Regions from separate parts of the Zea mays genome. Here region 1 is linked to region 2. Evidence: chromatin contacts called from public Hi-C data. All regions are on one chromosome and are shown on one strand. The core of a region is the stretch at or near the end of the contact, and the rest is flanking DNA. Distances in the headings are between cores, read along the strand shown. Region 1 holds the start of LOC103638108 (GDP-mannose 4,6 dehydratase 1). Region 2 holds the start of LOC103638106.

The links. A called contact is a pair of places that touch in the nucleus more often than the background predicts.
Region 1: a Hi-C map of ear shows a contact between it and region 2, with 1.8 times the contacts expected there. The contact joins the promoter of LOC103638108 here to the promoter of LOC103638106 in region 2. A contact is called at or near these places in 2 of 25 Hi-C or Micro-C datasets (ear and leaf).

Annotation. Positions count from the first base shown.
Region 1 is chr9:23,587,740-23,593,167 of Zm-B73-REFERENCE-NAM-5.0, reverse strand. LOC103638108 (GDP-mannose 4,6 dehydratase 1) reads left to right here and starts at 1,275. Exons shown (of 1, transcript XM_008661096.3): 1 at 1,275-3,008. The coding sequence starts at 1,341. The coding sequence ends at 2,456.
Region 2 is chr9:23,443,483-23,449,197 of Zm-B73-REFERENCE-NAM-5.0, reverse strand. LOC103638106 reads left to right here and starts at 1,878. Exons shown (of 6, transcript NM_001367260.1): 1 at 1,878-2,240; 2 at 2,322-2,816; 3 at 4,998-5,083; 4 at 5,205-5,515. The coding sequence starts at 2,027.

The DNA.
Region 1 (5,428 bases), core at 26-2,525, 140 kb before region 2:
AGTGAACTGCTACACACAGTCTAAAAGAGGTCGAGCAGTCAGAGCTTCAACAGTTATCCAAGCAACGATATACCACAGATGATAACTCTGATGTGTACTGAAGTAGTGCCACTGCTTCCACCTCCAACACCTCCATCGAGGCAACGAGATCCTCTATAGTTACCTCCCCTGCAGTTGGGCCACTAACATGTGGGCCTGGTCTAGATCAGGCCCACACGTCATTGACCCAACTGCAGGAGAAGTAACTATAGAGGATTTGCTTCCCCATCGAGAACCCATCAAGACCAGTTTGATGAAGCGACCGAGCAACAATTTATGATAGTAGAGCAACTTCGATGAGAGACCGAGCATAGAGAGGAGCAACACCAGTTGGTAGAGGCCTAATAAGGTAGACTAACATGATGCTTACATTGTTTGAGACCATACAGACCCATCAAGACCAGTTTTAGCAATTGTTGCTAGTGGATACATGTTCAAAACTTTACTTACTTCCAGCAAACTAGAGTAGTCGTGTCACCACCATCAGTTCATATGGCTCCTCTGGCTACACTACAGACTCCCATGGCCCTAGTTATACAGTTTGGAGGACTTTAGAGTTAGAGTTTGTATCACTTTACTTTGCTAGTCTATCTAACAACACTTAACTTCTCTACACCTATTTAGGGTATAACTATAGGCTTTGACTAGGTGTCATGGACTATATAGTTACTGCTCTTCCAATATCGCCTGTCATAGTGATTATCGTTGCCACGCCACCTACGTCGACAACATCAACCAATCAGGTCACTAGAGCTCCATTCCAGATGGTTGCTTCACCTATAGCACTACAGCCAATAGCTTTCTATAGCTTGAATGATAATGTTAAGCCACTACCTTCTTTAGGCCTTATTTGGATACTTTCGTATTCACCTCAATTCGCATGTATTGAATTGGATTGAACTGTAACTTAAACTAATTTACACACCATACCTCATTCAAATTGTTTTTACACTAAATGATTATTAAGAAATAAATAAATAAATTGTTCTATTATAATTATGTAACTACATTGTTAAGGTAGGACTCCACTTGAAACACGCAGTAGTAAAATACAACCCATTTCAAAGAAATTATGGGAGGTAAGACTAGCTTCAAAGAAAATTAAAGGCAAATATTTTTGTTTGCATTGCTCGTTTGGCAAATATACACGCACACTTGACTGGTCAGACCCCGCTGCATCGGCTCTGCAGGCGGGACCTACAAATACTCCCTGCCTCCCCCTGCATCTTCCCCACAAATTTGCTTCCCAGACCTGACCCCCCGACACGAGGCAATCCCCCCTTGCTCGCTTCGCTTCCCAAATGGCTCATTCCACCACTGCCACTGCCACTGCCACTGACGGCGAGACCGCCCCGGTGCCGCGGGCCCTCGCGCCGGCGCGGAAAGTGGCGCTGATCACGGGCATCACGGGGCAGGACGGGAGCTACCTCACGGAGCTGCTCCTGTCGAAGGGGTACGAGGTGCACGGCCTCATGCGCCGCTCCTCCAACTTCAACACGCAGCGGCTGGACCACATCTACCACGACCCACACGCGGTGCCGTCGTCCCCGCGGCCCCCGCTGCGGCTCCACTACGCCGACCTGTCCGACTCCTCCTCCCTCCGCCGCGCGCTCGACGCCATCTCCCCCGACGAGGTCTACAACCTCGCGGCGCAGTCGCACGTCGCCGTCTCCTTCGAGGTCCCCGACTACACCGCCGACGTCACTGCCACGGGGGCGCTCCGCCTCCTGGAGGCCGTCCGCCTGTCGCGCAGGCCCATTCGCTACTACCAGGCTGGTTCCTCGGAGATGTTCGGCTCCACGCCGCCGCCGCAGGGCGAGGACACGCCCTTCCACCCGCGCTCCCCCTACGCCGCTGCCAAGGTCGCCGCGCACTGGTACACCGTCAACTACCGCGAGGCCTACGGCGTCTTCGCCTGCAACGGCGTGCTCTTCAACCACGAGTCCCCGCGCCGCGGCGAGAACTTCGTGACGCGCAAGATCACGCGCGCCGTCGGCCGCATCAAGCTCGGCCTGCAGACCAAGGTCTTCCTGGGCAACCTCTCGGCGGCCAGGGACTGGGGGTTCGCGGGGGACTACGTGGAGGCAATGTGGCTCATGCTGCAGCAGGATCAGCCGGCCGACTACGTCGTCGCCACCGAGGAGTCCCACACAGTCGAGGAGTTCTTGCAGGCTGCCTTCGGCTACGCCGGCCTCAACTGGAAGGATCATGTGGTCATTGACAAGAAGTACTTCCGCCCCGCAGAGGTCGACAGCCTCCAGGGAGACTCCACCAAGGCGAGGAAGTTGCTCAAATGGAAGCCCAAGGTTGGGTTCCAGCAGCTCGTTGAGATGATGGTTGATCGCGACGTTGAGCTCGCCAAGAAGGAGAAGGTCCTGGTCGATGCTGGGTACCGTGACCCCAAGCAGCAGCCATAGAAGCAGCACGGCTGCTTCTTGCTCTGCTGCGTTCCGGATTCAGACTGTTGCTCATACACGGTGATTCTCAGAGTAAAGGTTGACCCAAGTTACTATCGATACTTCTCCAGGTAAGAAATAAGGATGGTTGCAGTATGACCCTCACAGTATCTTCATTACTTTTTTTTTCCTGACTATGTTACACGTCTTAAGGGGTGTTTGGTTTCTAGGGACTAAACTTTAGTCCCTCCACTTAATTCCATTTTAGTCCCTAAATTACTAAATATAGAAACTAAAACTCTATTTTAGTTTCCCTATTTAACAATTTATGAACTAAAATGGAATTAAGTGGAGGGACTAAAGTTTAGTCCCTATAAACCAAACACCCCCTTAAACAAAACGATGAATAATCCATGCCAGTTTGGTATTTGGAAGAGGATGAAACGCCTGTCTGATTGTAGCTGTTGATGTTAAGACATACTGATAGCATCAGTTTGTATTGTTCTACTTCAGCTACTGTCACACATGTACTGTTTGATCGGAAATATATGTTTTTTTAGGAAGGTTAATTTCCGCTGTTCCGAGTTCAGCACCTACTCTTCTGAAAGTTTAAGGTTACTCTTCAGTCTTCATGTCAAATGATATCATATCTGATCCAAAACCAATAGAAAATCAATACCACGGTCCACGGCCCCACGCCGAATATAACCTTTTTTTTCTTCTTCTCCAATATAAAGCCAAGAGAGTTAAAATATGCTCAGTCTTATAGCATAAAATGGGTCACATTTTTCTTCTCCAATATACGTCCTCACATTTGTTTCTTCTATTTGTTACCTTCTTGGTTAAGCTGTTCTGGATCTGGCTTGGAGAGTTTTTCCCCTTGACTTCATCTATCAACATTTTTCATTTTTTTTCAGTTCGTGTGCCACATTGTTCAGTGCACTATGTAAACGGAGGCTTGATTATTTGTAATATCCTGTTGTGTTCAGTGCACTTTGTTCAGTGTTATAGTTTCAGTCACTTAGCAACTGGATTATTCTGAGTTTATTTGTAATATCCTGTTGTGTTGTAAACCGAACCTCTTTGTTCAGTGCACTATGTAAACGGAGGCTTGATTATTTGTCACATCCATATATGTTATACATTTTTTAATATATAAAATAACGTGCTTTTCTTCTTGAATTGGACGATGTCACGTTCGTTGTATATATACTTGATTGTACTTGAGCCTGGGAGCATCTGTCAATAAGCAGAAGACCGGCTGGACTGCTTCTACGTCGTCGTCAGGATCACGTGCCGAACAAGAAGAAGCAGCAGCCAATGATTCAAAAACCGCTAGAAAATCGCAAAAAACTGATCCGGTTTCCTGTCGTTTCTTAAAAATTCGTACAAAATTTAAAATTTTGAAAACATTTATTAAAAAAAAAGTATAATAACCAACTACATATTTTCCTAGTACATCCCATATTCAGTTTTTTTTTTTAAAAAATCAGCAGTTTTCTGTAAGAAAAACAATAAACAGGGATTTTTCGCCGAGAAACCAATTTTATTCAAATTTGAAAATACAAATTAATTAATATAACAGACTTTAGATACACTCCTCTATATCGATCAGTGTCTTAGATGTGTTTTATATTTAGAGAACTGTGTTATAATATCTACATTATACATGCCGTTATAGTGCACATCAAAGAACAACGAGAAAGCTTTGCATGGATTTTGTGCCAGTAGGAAATATGCAGGTAAGAATAATGTTCCGCATAAGATTCGATTTGCATGTGTCTTGGGGCGCCGTGATTATCTCATTTAGGCTATATTTGGATACTCTAATATTTATTTCAATATACATTGGTTTAGGTGGATTGGAGTGTAAATTAGTTTAATTTACACCCCAATTCCCATCAACCCATGTGTATTGGAGTGAATACTAGAGCACCCAAACAAACTCTTAGGTGTTGTTTGGTTTATATATTTGTAATGTGATGTGTATCTGATAATGGTAAATCATGTTTGTTTATGTCCAACGTAATTAGATACCACACTAGGAAGTGATATCGGCTTATTCAAACTTATTATCGCTAGTATTGGTATTCGAGTGTGAATCATTACCATTGTCATTTACATTACATTTCGTGAACCAAACGACACCTTAGATTGTGAGATATACTCTCATTTATTGGAGTGAATTGCTGATACAACAGATGCAGAAGCCTTAGCCTCAGGTCCAAGCTTTACAAAACCGGTGGTAACCGGCAGTAAACCGCACTGTTTACCGAAATTGCCGGTGAGCGCTACCGGTTTACCACCTGTATGTTTTTGAAATTCACTCGAAATTTAAAAGTTTTGAATTTTTTTTATAAAAAATAAAAATATATATATGATAAAAAAACTACATGTTCTAGTGAGTAATTTGGTATACAAGATATCTAAATTTCATTCAGTTTAGCATATTAAAAAAAACAGAAGATAGTATGGACCCGTTAGTTAACCTGTTAATAAAATATCTAAAATAAACAATACTTCTCCTCCCCTCACTTTCCCCACTCCGCCTCACCCTCTCCATTCACCTCTCACTCCAAAATCGTCATCGCCTAGGCACAAACCGTCGTTGTCGTCGCATTTACCGGCTCCTAGGCACGATTTACCAGCCTGGAGGCGACGGATCTCGCCCGCGCGCTCAGTTCACCAGCCTCGCCTACGTGCGGCCGCCTCTTCCTCGTGCCCTTGGTTAACCATGCCAACTGCCGGTAAATTGCTTCGTTGAGCCGATAAACCAGCTTCTCCAGCTGATTAACCACTCCAAACCGATGCCCTGCTAAGAGCCAGGCGCCAAACCGATGGTAAACTGTCTCGAACCGGTGATTAACCGCGACTGGCATAAGGTAAATTGTGTTTTTGACCTGATAAACCGGATTTAGTACCATATTTAGTTCTACACTACATATTTATTGTTCAGAATTAGTTTGGTGTTGTTTAGGGTTTCAAAGTTAGTC
Region 2 (5,715 bases), core at 629-3,128:
GATCTTGTGATCTACGGTAACATAGTTCTCAACATTATACATGCCCACATGCACGACGTTGCTGGAGTTGGCCTAAGGGATTGTTCGGTTACAAGTGGATCGAAGGGGATTGGAGGTGAATAAATCCCTTTTTAGTCAAAATTGAGTAGAAGATAATTTAATCCCCATCAATCCCTTTGTTCCTTATGCAACCAAACAAAGCCTAAACGCTTGCAGAGATATTTCTTTCCCATCCCCATTTCCCGTGGGGATAACTCCCAGATGAAAATCCATGTCCTCGCTTAAAGTATACTTAGATCATACGTCATTTGTTATTAATGTAAAACATTACTACTTATACACATTATCAGATGTAATAAATCATTATGTTTACATTAAAATAAACACATTCCTACAATGAATGGTCTCCTTGCAAAGATAATTATTTATTTTTATCATTAACTATTACACGAAAACATCGTTACATGCAAGTTTAACAGGTCTTGTGGGGAATGATGAATGCTTCCCCGTACTCGTTACCCGTCGGGAAAAGAAAATTTTCCGTTTACATCTCCTCATGGGAAGAAACTTTCCCATCCCCATCAACTGATGGAAGAATTTCCCGCGGAGAATCGGGACCCATTGCCATCTCTATTGAGGGATTTTACTCATTTGATTTCTTAGTAATTAACTTTAGGATGTCCAATATGTAAAGGGCTGACATAAGGGTGAAGTAGGGAATATTTGTCTATAACTTACACTAAAACCAAAACGGGGGGAGAGAGCTAGAAGGGCATGACGCTAAGTTAATGCTTATATTGTAATCTTCTCCTTCTTTTATGTTCATATTCACAATATATCATATAAGAGGACGTAGGGTACTACACATAATATAGTCTAAACCTCTATAAAGTGGACTCGTGTAATGCTCGGTTGCACCCAGGTTCGACACAACTATCATATACTCATGTTTTATCCGTTACACTTTTCGTCTTTTGAGTGTCTTTCATCCTCGATTGTCTACAATAAATCAATAATGATGTTTAGCGCACTTGGTGGAGGCAATGTGTTGTTTTTTTCTTGGATTTGGTGCATTTGATTGCGGGTGCGATCAGCAGCAACAACTAATATGCAATCATGTCCAATGTGCAAGCGTGCAAGCGAGTCTTTTGGTCTGTTAGATCATGATCTAAATGTAGACATAATCATGGTTTATTAGAGGGTTTTCTATAAATCTACATGAGCCGATGGTGGAAGAGTTTAAGTGTTAACTATAATACATGGTTGCATCATAATTTAACTGACGAGGAACATTGATTACACGCTTGTACATAAGATCTGATTGCCGTGATCAGCATGATCGATGGTCATATCAGTCACCTCCAACACGTACTCTAGTAACTCCGATCGTGAAATTTTTACTTTTCAAACTAACTTAACTTTTTAAATATTAATATATTTGTATAATTTTGATTAAAATTTTAGCTGTTCGACTCTTTGAAAAACGAGGGACGGAGATAGTACCTGATATTTTGGTGCGTTCTCTATCCTATCTGCAAACACTAACCACCCGCCGAAACCAAATTTTTCATCTTTCTTTTTTTAGAAACGCTTTTCAAGTTTTCATCATACGATATTCGTTTTTTTTTTCAATCAAGGAGAAAGAATCGCTTCTCTACCTAGGCCTTGAAGCACAGAATAGGTCCAGCCCACGAAGCAAGCAGACTACTAAGCGTCAGCCCGCCACGCCCCCGACCGTCCGTTTCTTCTTTTCGTCACCGTTCTGGCCGTCCCAGCGAGCGACGGTTAGGATTAAGATTTCTGGCCTCCACGAGCCAGAGCCCAGCGCGGCTTTATTATTGGTATTATTATTATTCTGTACAGCAAAACGCTAGGTTATCTAACGAAAGAGCCCCCAAAACCTTCCCAGAAAGGCGACGGAGTCAGGTTCGAATCGAAATCGGGGTCACCGCGGCGGCGGCGGCGGCGGCGGGTCTACTCATCAGAGACTACAGAGCAGGGGGTCTCACGCTCCGGCGGCGGGACGATGGCCATGGCGCCGTCCTCCTCTTCCTCCGGTGGCGGCGGCGGCGACGGCGCCAACGCCGCCGACGCGATGGCTCTCGTGCAGGGGTACACGGCCGAGGAGCTCGCCATCGCGGGGGAGTTCCTCACCACCTGGCTCCCCTTCCTCTCTGCCGGCCTCTGTCCCTCCTGCGCCTCCTCGCTCCGCGGCCGCGTCGACTCCCTGATCACGCGAGGTAACCGGCGTTTATGCGACCGTACCCTCATGCTACTAGGGTTTCTCGTTTAGTTCTTGTGCCTGACGTCCATCCAACTAGGCCGCGCAGCTGAGGAATCGCCGCCGGTCGATCAGATTGAGCCGTCAGGGTGGGACTCGGATCCAGCGGACCCGCAGAACCTTCCTTTCGAGCCGAGTGGTTGGGATTCGGATCCGCCCCCACCCCCGCCGCCGGCGCCGGCGCCGGCGCCGGTGGAGAAACCGAGGATGTCGTGGGCGGACATGGCGCAGGAGGACGAGCTCGCCGCGGCGGCGGAGGATGACGCGGCGGCCGCAGCGGCCGACGAGGGGGAGGACGGGGCCGAGGCGGGGAGGCCCAAGGTGCCGCTCACGAGGGAGCAGCGGGAACAGAGGAGGCTCAGTAGCTTGGTGCGCAACAAGGAGTTCAGGTGCTACGAGAGAGTTCGTGGCCAGCTCGTCAACATCCTCGCTGGCCTTGAGCTTCATGCCGGCGTGTTCAGCGCAGCTGAGCAGCGGCGAATTGTCCAATGTGTGTATGACCTCCAGGCAAGAGGGCAGCGTGGGGAGCTCGGAGGTGAGTCTCGCTCTCCTGATTTTTAATGGTCTTGACTCATGGTGTGCTCTGTCTAGAAGTTGGGGTTGAATTCACTGTATTTTCACAATGAATATGTATTGGATGAATGTTTGGATAAACTCAAAGTGCTACCGTTATATGTTACCATAGGAGGTCAACTTTGTAGTACCAGAACTATTCCCTCTAGTATGATTAAAAAAGAGGACAGACCTAGTGCTGTCGGCTCCCACATGCCCCTTAGTTTTACTACACACATGCATGTTTATTTAGGCGTTGTAGGGTCTTGTGACTTCTAGCCGACAGCATGGATTTAAGGTGTCGCCTAGGCGACAAAGCACTCGTTGGGGCCATGGCATTGCTGACGCCCAACCAAACGAGGGGATGAGATAAGGAGGGGCCATGAGGAAGGAAGGAAAATCAGGACGGCAACCAGTGGGAGGCACCACCCTGTCTCCTGCTTCCTTCATCCTCGTAGGCTATGGCGCAATGTCTGGCACAGCTCTGCCCCCCCTGGCTCCAGGACGATGTCCAGTGCAGATCTGCCCCTGCTCAACTATGGCGGTGGTGATCTGAAGGGGACGGCAGCAGGGATCCATTTGACTACTGGGGAGGGGCCGATTTATAGCCCGTGGATGCACTTGGGGGTTACAGGCTCGTTGCTGCTCTTGCTGGGTGTTAGTGTTGGGGGACTGGAGAGGCAGCACAGAAGGGTGGCAGACTTGAGAGGTGTACGGTATACCTGAAGTGGAAGCCAGAGGGGAGTGGTGGCTTTGGGTTGGGCTTTATTTTGCTAGTGGGGGTTAATTTGTTCTTGTGGCTATAGCCCATTGAGTGAATGGCTTTTTTTCCTTCTCTGCTTTATCTGTAATTATGGCGGCATGTCTTGCCCACTTCACTGCCTAAGTGCCTAGGTGATAAGAGGGTGGTGGGTCACCATGCCTTGCCTTAACACTTTAATAGCCATGGTCAAAACGGCGTAGTAGGACCTGGTAGTGTCTTGGTGTTGGCCTTTGAGGATAGATCTGGACGCTTACAGTACACCTCAGAAAACCATTCACACGAGTCTGGTACACCAATATTTACATGTTTATATAAATCATAAGTCTTACCTTGCCTGCATTACTAACTCGGCATCATTTAGTGTTGCCCACACATTTTTCTGGTTTATTTATTTTATGTTCTTGTGAAGGGCTGGTCTAGTGCAAATGCAATTGTGAGAGCTGTCAGGCCCCACTCATGTGGGAGCCTCTGGCACTTATTTTATGTTCTTGTACGTCAACTGCAGTTTTTCACATCAGCATTTGCAAACATGCACATCTTACTGTTTTTATTTTGATTCTGGATCAATTTTCTATTGTGTTTCCAGTATATTAATAGTATTGTGGGGCTGTGGGCTGTCATCAACTTTGGAAGTGAGGGAAGGGATGTATTGTCCAGCATGAACTAAGTGGCTTATTCAATTGACAACCCCATGGATGACTTGGCCACGGGAAAAGTCTGGGATCCCAATGGAATTTGAGTTCTCAAACTAGCCATAATGAACTTGGTTCTTCACATTTCTGAAAAGATCTTTTGCTGAAACCGTACGGAAATGCAACATGTAGAATGGAATATGCACTTGTCATCACCCATGTTTTGTGGGCTGATTGCACAATGCACATCCCCCATTTGTGGAGCCAACGCTAGCCTGCACAATAATACTTTGAACTAAAAATGATTTTTGTGACTCCAGTCCACACATTCACCGAATACTATAATAGGTAATCACAACTTGACTATATGCAATCATAAAAGATTTTCAGTGGCCAAGTCAAGTTGGTGGTTCATGCAAATTAGTTTTTTTACAGAATCATATTATTTTGAATTTAGTTCATCCTTTGTAACCTTGTGGGGTGAATATCTTAATTGAATTAGTCAAATTATTTCTTTTTTAACTGAATTAACATTTAGAGAAACCAGAAATAGAAAAAAATCAATTGTTTTTTAATTATAATGTAAATTTAGGTACCATCATACTTCATATATTTTGAACTGTATAATATAGTATTACACTCATATTGTTTTCGTCTCTTGATATTTGAATGCTAATATGTTATTCATGTATCTTGCAGTTGTTCATTTGCTATATTTAGCTTCCTATTTTTGTTTGTCTAAACCCAGTTATATTTCCTCTCATGACAGAGCGCACATATACAGAACCCCAAAAATGGATGCGTGGTAAAGGCCGGGTAACAATCCAATTTGGATGCTGTTACAATTACGCTACGGTACTTTTCTTCGAAAATTCCATCTTGTGAACTATATCTGTCCATTTAAGCATTGTTGAACACTGAAGAAAACATTGTTGAAACCCCATCTATAATTCTAATGGTAAACCTATCATGGCAGGATAAGAAAGGAAATCCACCAGGCATTATACGGACCATTGTTTCTGATCCAATGCCTGACCTCTTTAAGACTATGATTAAGAGATTGGTACGATGGCAAGTTCTGCCTGCAACTTGTGTACCGGACAGCTGCATTGTAAATATATATGAACCTGGAGATTGCATCCCACCACATATAGATAGCCATGATTTTGTTAGGCCATTTTGCACTGTTTCTTTCCTCAGCGAATGCAACATTCTTTTTGGACCCAACTTGAAAGTTGCTGCCCCTGGAGAATTCATCGGTTCAATTGCGATCCCTCTCCCTGTCGGGTACATATTCTGTCATGTTCTTTTCATTTGCATATAGATTTCTTATGCTAGTTGCACTTGTTTATTGTTTTATACTATGTGGATAGTTTGATGATAGTTTTGTTTCTTGACATCTCAAAGTTGTGAATATATATGAATGTCAAGACTGTTTAGTGGGTCATTTGAAGTCTGTAGATAATTGTTTGTTGCATCATACAGCG